Regions from separate parts of the Mus musculus genome. Here region 2 is linked to region 1. The links are chromatin contacts, called in public HiChIP or PLAC-seq maps. All regions are on one chromosome and are shown on one strand. Each heading gives the region's core, a stretch centred on a gene start, on an enhancer-like site or on the middle of the called end of the contact. The rest is flanking DNA. Distances are from core to core; before and after follow the strand shown.

The links. HiChIP or PLAC-seq counts read pairs in DNA pulled down with a chosen protein or histone mark.
Region 2: a contact with region 1 is called in an H3K27ac HiChIP or PLAC-seq map of regulatory T cell precursor, with 4 times the contacts expected there. The contact joins two enhancer-like sites. A contact is called at or near these places in 1 of 115 datasets of contacts at active chromatin or transcription factors (regulatory T cell precursor) and 1 of 9 other capture datasets (liver).

Annotation. Positions count from the first base shown.
Region 1 is chr8:34,082,297-34,085,735 of GRCm38.p6, reverse strand. No RefSeq gene overlaps it. Among named protein-coding and RNA genes, the nearest start is that of Dctn6, 25 kb to the left of the region's middle. Within about 2 kb of position 1,810, at least 20 of the 459 cell types and tissues checked have an H3K27ac peak or open chromatin away from gene starts, as enhancers often do. A contact at or near this core is called in regulatory T cell precursor, where this site is marked.
Region 2 is chr8:34,754,238-34,757,676 of GRCm38.p6, reverse strand. No RefSeq gene overlaps it. Among named protein-coding and RNA genes, the nearest start is that of Dusp4, 52 kb to the left of the region's middle. Within about 2 kb of position 1,931, at least 33 of the 459 cell types and tissues checked have an H3K27ac peak or open chromatin away from gene starts, as enhancers often do. A contact at or near this core is called in regulatory T cell precursor, where this site is marked.

The DNA.
Region 1 (3,439 bases), core at 561-3,060:
AAAAGACTTGCACTGAACGTCTTCAGTCTCTAAGATACTTCATCCACTTGAGAACAAAAATAGGAGAGATGTTTAAAAGAAAAAGCTACTTGATGTTTCTAATGGATTTGATAAGAATTAACCAAACTGGGGCTCTCTTGCTTGAGGCTCCCTGCCAAGGTACTGAAAGCTCTGAGCACAACTGGGCTGGTACTTTGCACCAAGTGTTTTGCTTTTTAGTTCTTGATTTCTACTGATTAGACCAATATAATTTCATTTACGAGGATTTAGAAGGTGAGGAAGAAATGTAATTTCACAATCCACCCTGGAACACCAGGGCTTTTCACTTTGAGGGCTCCTTTCAGCGTGCAGTCCAGCCAAGCATTAATGAACTGAAGAGCTTGGAGTTTCATCCAAAAGCTTAGATGTCCCAGCCACAGAGCGTCATCTGTTTTATCCCGGGAGACACTGGCAGGGGACTGTTGCCTCTTCCTGATGCTCAAAGGTGCTGGAGAGCCCTCATGGAGACTCACTCACTTCAGACTTTTGCTAACATAAACCAGGAGCGGCTTCTCTCCTGCCTCCTCTTCGGAGTTAATATATTAAAATATTTTAGAGTTAGCAGTCTCCTAACTAAAAGCATCCAACAGGAAGTACCCGGCCACACTGTCCTATGGGAAAGCATTACCAGTCCCACCGGAGACCTGGCCAAGAATGTTTTGATTGGCTACTCAACACTAGCATCCCTTCCAAAGGCCTGAGCGCTCCTTACCTTCACGTGATGTGAACAGTGCTAAGGTCTTAAAATTACATTCTCCTTTATGCCTATGTTTGGGGTTTTTGGTTGCTATTTGCTTTTGGATTTTTCAAGACATCCTCTCCCTGGGGATGGCTTCAAAGTTGCAATCCTCCTGCCCCTGTATGGGGAGTGCTGGGGTTACAGGTGTACACCACTAGGCTTGGTTTCCAGCTGTGAGGTCACATCAGCTCATCTTCACTCCCTGTGTGGCATAGACCTTTGAACTGCCTTTGCTCTCAAGACCCTTCGCCTTTTCAGAACTAGTGAGTCGCCTGCCTGCCCGATGGTGGGCGAACCGAATCCCTCTCTAGAACCTGAGCTTTCCAAAAGCTAATTCTGTTTGTTCCCAGCCTTGTTTATGCAAGTCGTACTCTGAAATTACATCATTTAATTCAATATCACCCAAACCAAACAACTATGAGTGTGAAGAGAGTTGTAATCTTTAGGAAAATAAGTTGAATGTTTGAGAGTTGATAAAGGCTTGATTTAAAAGAGAAAGGGGGAAAAAAAGCTGTAGAATTACATGTGCACAAAACATCCTGAAGGTTTGGGTGTGGGAGGAAAACCAAAATCTACAAAACTTCTCCTCTCAGTTTGCAAGTGTCTTGAGTCCTTGCTCCAGACACCTTCAGCTTGATAATGCTCCTCCTACCTGTGTTAGCAGGAGTCTTACACAGTCCTGGTTGGCAGCCTGCAGTCAGAGAAAAAGCTTATGTCTGTGGATGTCAAAGGAATGGTGGTGAAGTCAATGGATTTACTTTTTGATTTTGTATTTAAGACAAGATTTTGATGAGCTGCAGTATGGTTTATGAATTCCCCACTTTCAAAGACGACTCTGGCCAAATTCCGACTCTGACTACTTAGGGAAGTGGGGTTTCTCCAGCCCAGTGCCACAGGCTGGCCAGCACAAGAACGCAGTGAACTGCCTGGCCCCGAGCATGTCCTTGGTGCCTGCGAGTTATAGAGGGACAACTCCGTAATGCCAGCATGGGGAGGCTGAGACAGAGAGATCTCAAGACTGGGGCTACCCTGATGTACATCGTGGGTTGAGGATGGAAAGATAGAAAATAAAAAAGCATAGATACTTCAAGACATGACCAAATATGGACTTCTGGAAAAGCAATAATCCATCTTCTCCTTGTTTAAACTAGAACCAGAGGGGCTGCCTTTATTATAAGAAGCTTTGGGTCCAAACTGTTACAAAATGACAAACTTGCCTCCCTACTCGCTGACCAGTTTTCTGGTCCTATAAACACACTCTGCCCTGCACCTTCTGCGGCTGCCGAGCTGGTGCGCTAAGGAGGGACCCAGCGTGTACAGGAAATGGTGACGGCTTTGAGATCCGGCAATAAACACACGTAAAGAAAAAAAAAAAGTTTAGGAAATGATATGACTCAGGCATAGACTAGATATTAAAGATCCATCTGGCTTCTGAGAACTGCCTATTCATATCAGCACTGTCTTGGTAAGGTCCTTCCCTCCCTCCCTCCCTCCCTCCCTCCCACCCTCCCTCCCTCCTCCCTCCCTCCCTTCCTTCCTTTCTTTTATGGTTTGGTTTGGGTTTTTTGTTTGTTTGTTTTTTTTTTTTTTTTTTGTGGTGGGGAAGGTGTTTTGCTTTGTTTTGTATTCAGACAGGGTTTCTCTGTGTAGCCCTGGCTGTCCTGGAACTCCCTCTGTAGACCAGGCCAACACCTTGAAATCACAGAGATCCACCTGCCTCTGCCTCCCACATGCTGGGATTAAAGGTGTGCACCACCACCACCCAGCTTGGTAAAATATCATAAGATATTAGTGTCCCAGCTTTGAACTCAATTATGAGCTCAGTTCGTCACCTACATCGATCTTTAGCGACTCTGAAGTGGAAAGTTTCCTACACTGGTCACAGTCAAAGGGGCAGGAAAAACCTGACGAAGGATTCTTCCTCAAGCCGCTGGGGTCTTGCAAAACTATCGGAACATGTTGTGTGTACAAATGAACCTAAATAGATTAAAGAAGATGGGCCTCACGCACACTGGCAGGGTGGGAAGCCCGATCATCTGGAGACAAAATTATAACAAGTTAAACCTTCTAATTGGTATTTATTTTTATTGTTAAATTTAGCATCGGGCAACACTTAGTTCCATAAAATAAAATGTGCATTATTGTCGGTTGTACAAAGGGATTGATTTTGTAAGTTTTGTAAGGGAACAGGCTAAAGAAAGCAGAAAGAAAAAAAGAACAAATTGGTCATTTCAGTGTTATTACTAGTAATGGGGTGGGAGGTCACCATCAGGGTACATCTGGCTTTTTGGTTTTAAGGTTTTTTTGTTTTTTGTTTTTTCAATATTTGAGTTGAAACAGGGAACCTCAATAACATGTCAATTCAAGCTTAGGGACTAAAGCTGCCTTGGTGGTGGAACACTTTTCTCATTTTTGCAGGGCCCCAAGTCTGATCCTAACAACATCATTAAAAAATAATATAAAATAAAAAGGGTGGAACAGTGGTGGGACTCACATTTAATCCCGGCACTTTGGAGGCAGAAGCTGGTGGATCACTGTGAGTTCGAGGCCAGCCTGGTCTACAGAGTGAGTTCCAGGACAACCAGGGCTACACAGAGAAGCCATGTCTCAAAAAACCAAAATAAAATAAATAAATAGCAAAAAAAAAAAAAAAAAGGGACT
Region 2 (3,439 bases), core at 682-3,181, 670 kb before region 1:
TCTGCCTCCACAGATACCAAAAAGGTCACCAGGTCCTTAACAAAATCCACTTCCAGACTTCAGGGTGGGAAAACCGGTATCCTGTCTTCTTCACATCACCTAATCCATCTCAAGCAATTCCATCTACTGGGCAGTGCCTCTTCAAACATGTGACCTTTGGAGGCCATTCTCATTCAAAGCACCACATCTTGCTTTTGCAGTTGAGACATGTATCATTAGTTTAAAAAATTTGAACAAAATCTCATTCCTCTTTGATGCTCCCACTGTGGCTGGTCTGTGGATCTTTCAACTTTGTTTGTGTGTGTATGTGTGTGTGTGTGTGTGTGTGTGTCTGTGTGACACACACACACAAAGAGAGAGAGAGAGAGAGAGAGAGAGAGAGAGAGAGAGAGAGAGAGAGAGAGAGAGCGCTTGTATGTATGTGTCAGACTTGTTAAGATTTTGAACAAAGCTTATGCTGTCACAGTGGAAGTCATTTAAAAACTGAAAAATGACACAACTTGACATACCCCATTGGCAATTCCTTGCTAGCCTCATTTATGTAGACTCCAGCTTCCTGTCTCCAGTGGTGTCTTACAGCGGTGAGTCAGTATGTCCTGTGGTGTAGACAGTCTATCCTGTCTAACCTTAGCCCTATCAACTTCTTTGCCTTCTGGAGGAAGTCTTAGGAAGAAGATGAATCTTTCAGAGTTGCTTAGCAGTCTGAGCCCCTTCTGTGGATGGTTCTTGGATCCTGGTTCTGTTACTTCTGTCATCCAGTTCCTGATTTCTGGGATGACCTTCAAGGTCACCTCCACTCTGCCTAGCTGGAAGGAGAGGGTGAGAGAAGTCATGGAAGAGGGCTGCATGCCAGGCTTCTGTGCAGCCAACTTAAAGGAGATCCGAGAGCCTTTGGCACAGACTCTCCTCACCACGGTTCCAGTACCTGGCCATCAAAGCACAAGGGAGCTGGAGACACTGGTTGGGCATCTGCTCCTAGCAGTCTCTCTCCACTTCGGCAAAGGATATGGGTCTTCACTGAGCCCCTAACTGCCTTCTTCTTAGAATCATGATCATCATGCCCTATCTAGTTTAACAGTGGCCTCTTCTTGAGGACATCAATATGTTATATTGCATGGAGATATTAAAGCCCAAGTTACAGTCGTTTAGGAGATTCCAGTGTTGGGATTCAAATTTGGTCAGTCTGATTCTAAAGTCAAGTAATCTCAGTTTTTTATGTCACACAGCTACGGTAAGGTTGGCATGTTTGAGTCACCAGTGACCAAAATGAAACCCAAGGATGTGCACCTGACGTTCCTCTTTGTTTTTCTCAGTTTCTTTTACAACAGCACTAAAGAAAAGGCCCAAGGTTCTAAGTAGTTTTGACAATTGTCACATCATCCTTAGCCACTTCCGTCTCAATTATCTAGAATCCAGCCTAGGTAGCTTCATTTATTTTCAAGATCCAATGACCATTCATTTTAATATAACTCTCTCACACATTTATTTTCAAACCCAAAATGTTATCTCAGCATTAACTGCTGGTTTTAATTCAGTCCTCCATAAGCATTCCCAATCCAACATACCCCCAAAACAAAGGCATTGACCTTATATCCCTGAGACCTATGCCTTCAGGTAGGCTTGCCAACAGCTCACCAGCTTTGATTAGCTTCTCAAGGGGTGGATGCTTGGCTTCTCTCTCCCCCTCCCTCCTCTTTCTTTTTCTCCCCCCCCCCACCAGTACTGGGGTCTGCAGCCAGGGCCTCATGAGTGCTAGACAATGTATTACCACCAAGCTGTATTCCTTCACTCAGACTTTTGTTTTTCCATTGCTGCTAACTTCTTAAAGATGAAGTCCACAGCTACTTTGCATGTTTTCTAGACAGGCCAAATGTCACCACTCTTGCCTATAGGGCCCAGGGACTTTTTTGAGATGGTGATGATCATCCTAAGGAAACGCCCTCCCCCATACGTCTTCTTTTCTTACTTTCTGTTTGACGTTGAGGAGGTGGACAACCTTCAAACCATGCTCATCCTTGGGGCCTCTGGCATGGCTTGAGTCATATTAACCCATATGTGGAGACATTCAAGAAAAAAAGATCCCATGGGCCCCTCTCGTCCCAGTCCTCCTCCTCTTTACCCTCCTCCCCTTCTTTCTCTTCTTTGATTTTTTTTTTTTTTTTTTTTGAGATGTGGCTTCATCCTGTAGCCCAGGCTGGTGAAGACAGTCAGTCATCTTTCCTGTGACTGTGCAGGGATTCCAGCATGAGTCCCAGCCCCCAACCCCTTCGCCAGCCTTCTCCCTTCCCAGTGGTCTCCGCCCAAGCTGTTGTTTGGAGACATTTGACTCTTTCTTACTCTCATTCCCTTTGGGTGCAGAAAATAAGTCTGTTCTCATTTGAATAAGTTTGTTCTCATTTGGATGCTGCTGAGAGATTGTGGGGACCATGTCACTTGTTCTTAGTAAACTCACTCTGAAAACAACAGGGATCTCTCTGAGACAGCTGGTCTCCCAGGCAAATCCAGGCTACTTGTTATAAACCTTTAGCCTAGATGAGGGCAGGCAGATAAACTATAAACAGGCACTGACTATTCAATTCAAAGAGCAACTAAAGACCGAGATATTTAGAATAAAGAAGAGACTGAAAATGTCAGTTGGTGATGAAAGAATTTAAATTCTTACCTTCTGCTTTTCTTTCTTCTTCCTTCCTTCCTTCCTTCCTTCCTTCCTTCCTTCCTTCCTTCCTTCCTTCCTTCCTTCCTTCCTTCCTTCCTTCCTTCTTTCTTTCTTTCTTTCTTTCTTTCTTTCTTTCTTTCTTTCTTTCTTTCTTTCTTTCTTTCCAAGAGAGTTTATCTTAAACCATGAAAGAATTTATAGGCATTTAGTTATTCTTTCTCATATCTCAGGCACTGTTAATCATAAAAACACTTTTTTATGGGGCTGGAGTCATGATGGCCCCACAGTTAAGAGAGCGTGGTGCTCTTCGTAGGGGACCAGAGTTCTCAGCTCAGGTTGATCTGGCATCCTATTCTGACCATCACAGATGCATAGGAATATGCACACACCCATCAATGCACACACCCGCACGCACAGGCACATACAACCCCACCATACACACATACACACCTGCACAGGCACATACAAACCCACTCATACAGACCTACCCTCCCATACACACACACCCATACACACACACACACACACACACACACACACACACACACACACACACACACAATGTCAAAACATCTAAGGAGAAAGGTAATATTTATATTTTGCAGATGGAAGAAGTGACCCTAGAGAGGCTGACAAACCAAGTTACTTCAATCAACAAGGTGCTCTCCTCTGCATGTTTCTAGCTACAGCCTTAGATCTTGGGGGAAGTACCATGTCTGTCCTGTGCACTTCTGTCTGCCTGTTGTGCCATCCCTAGAGCAGTATTCCTGCTACAAGATGCTG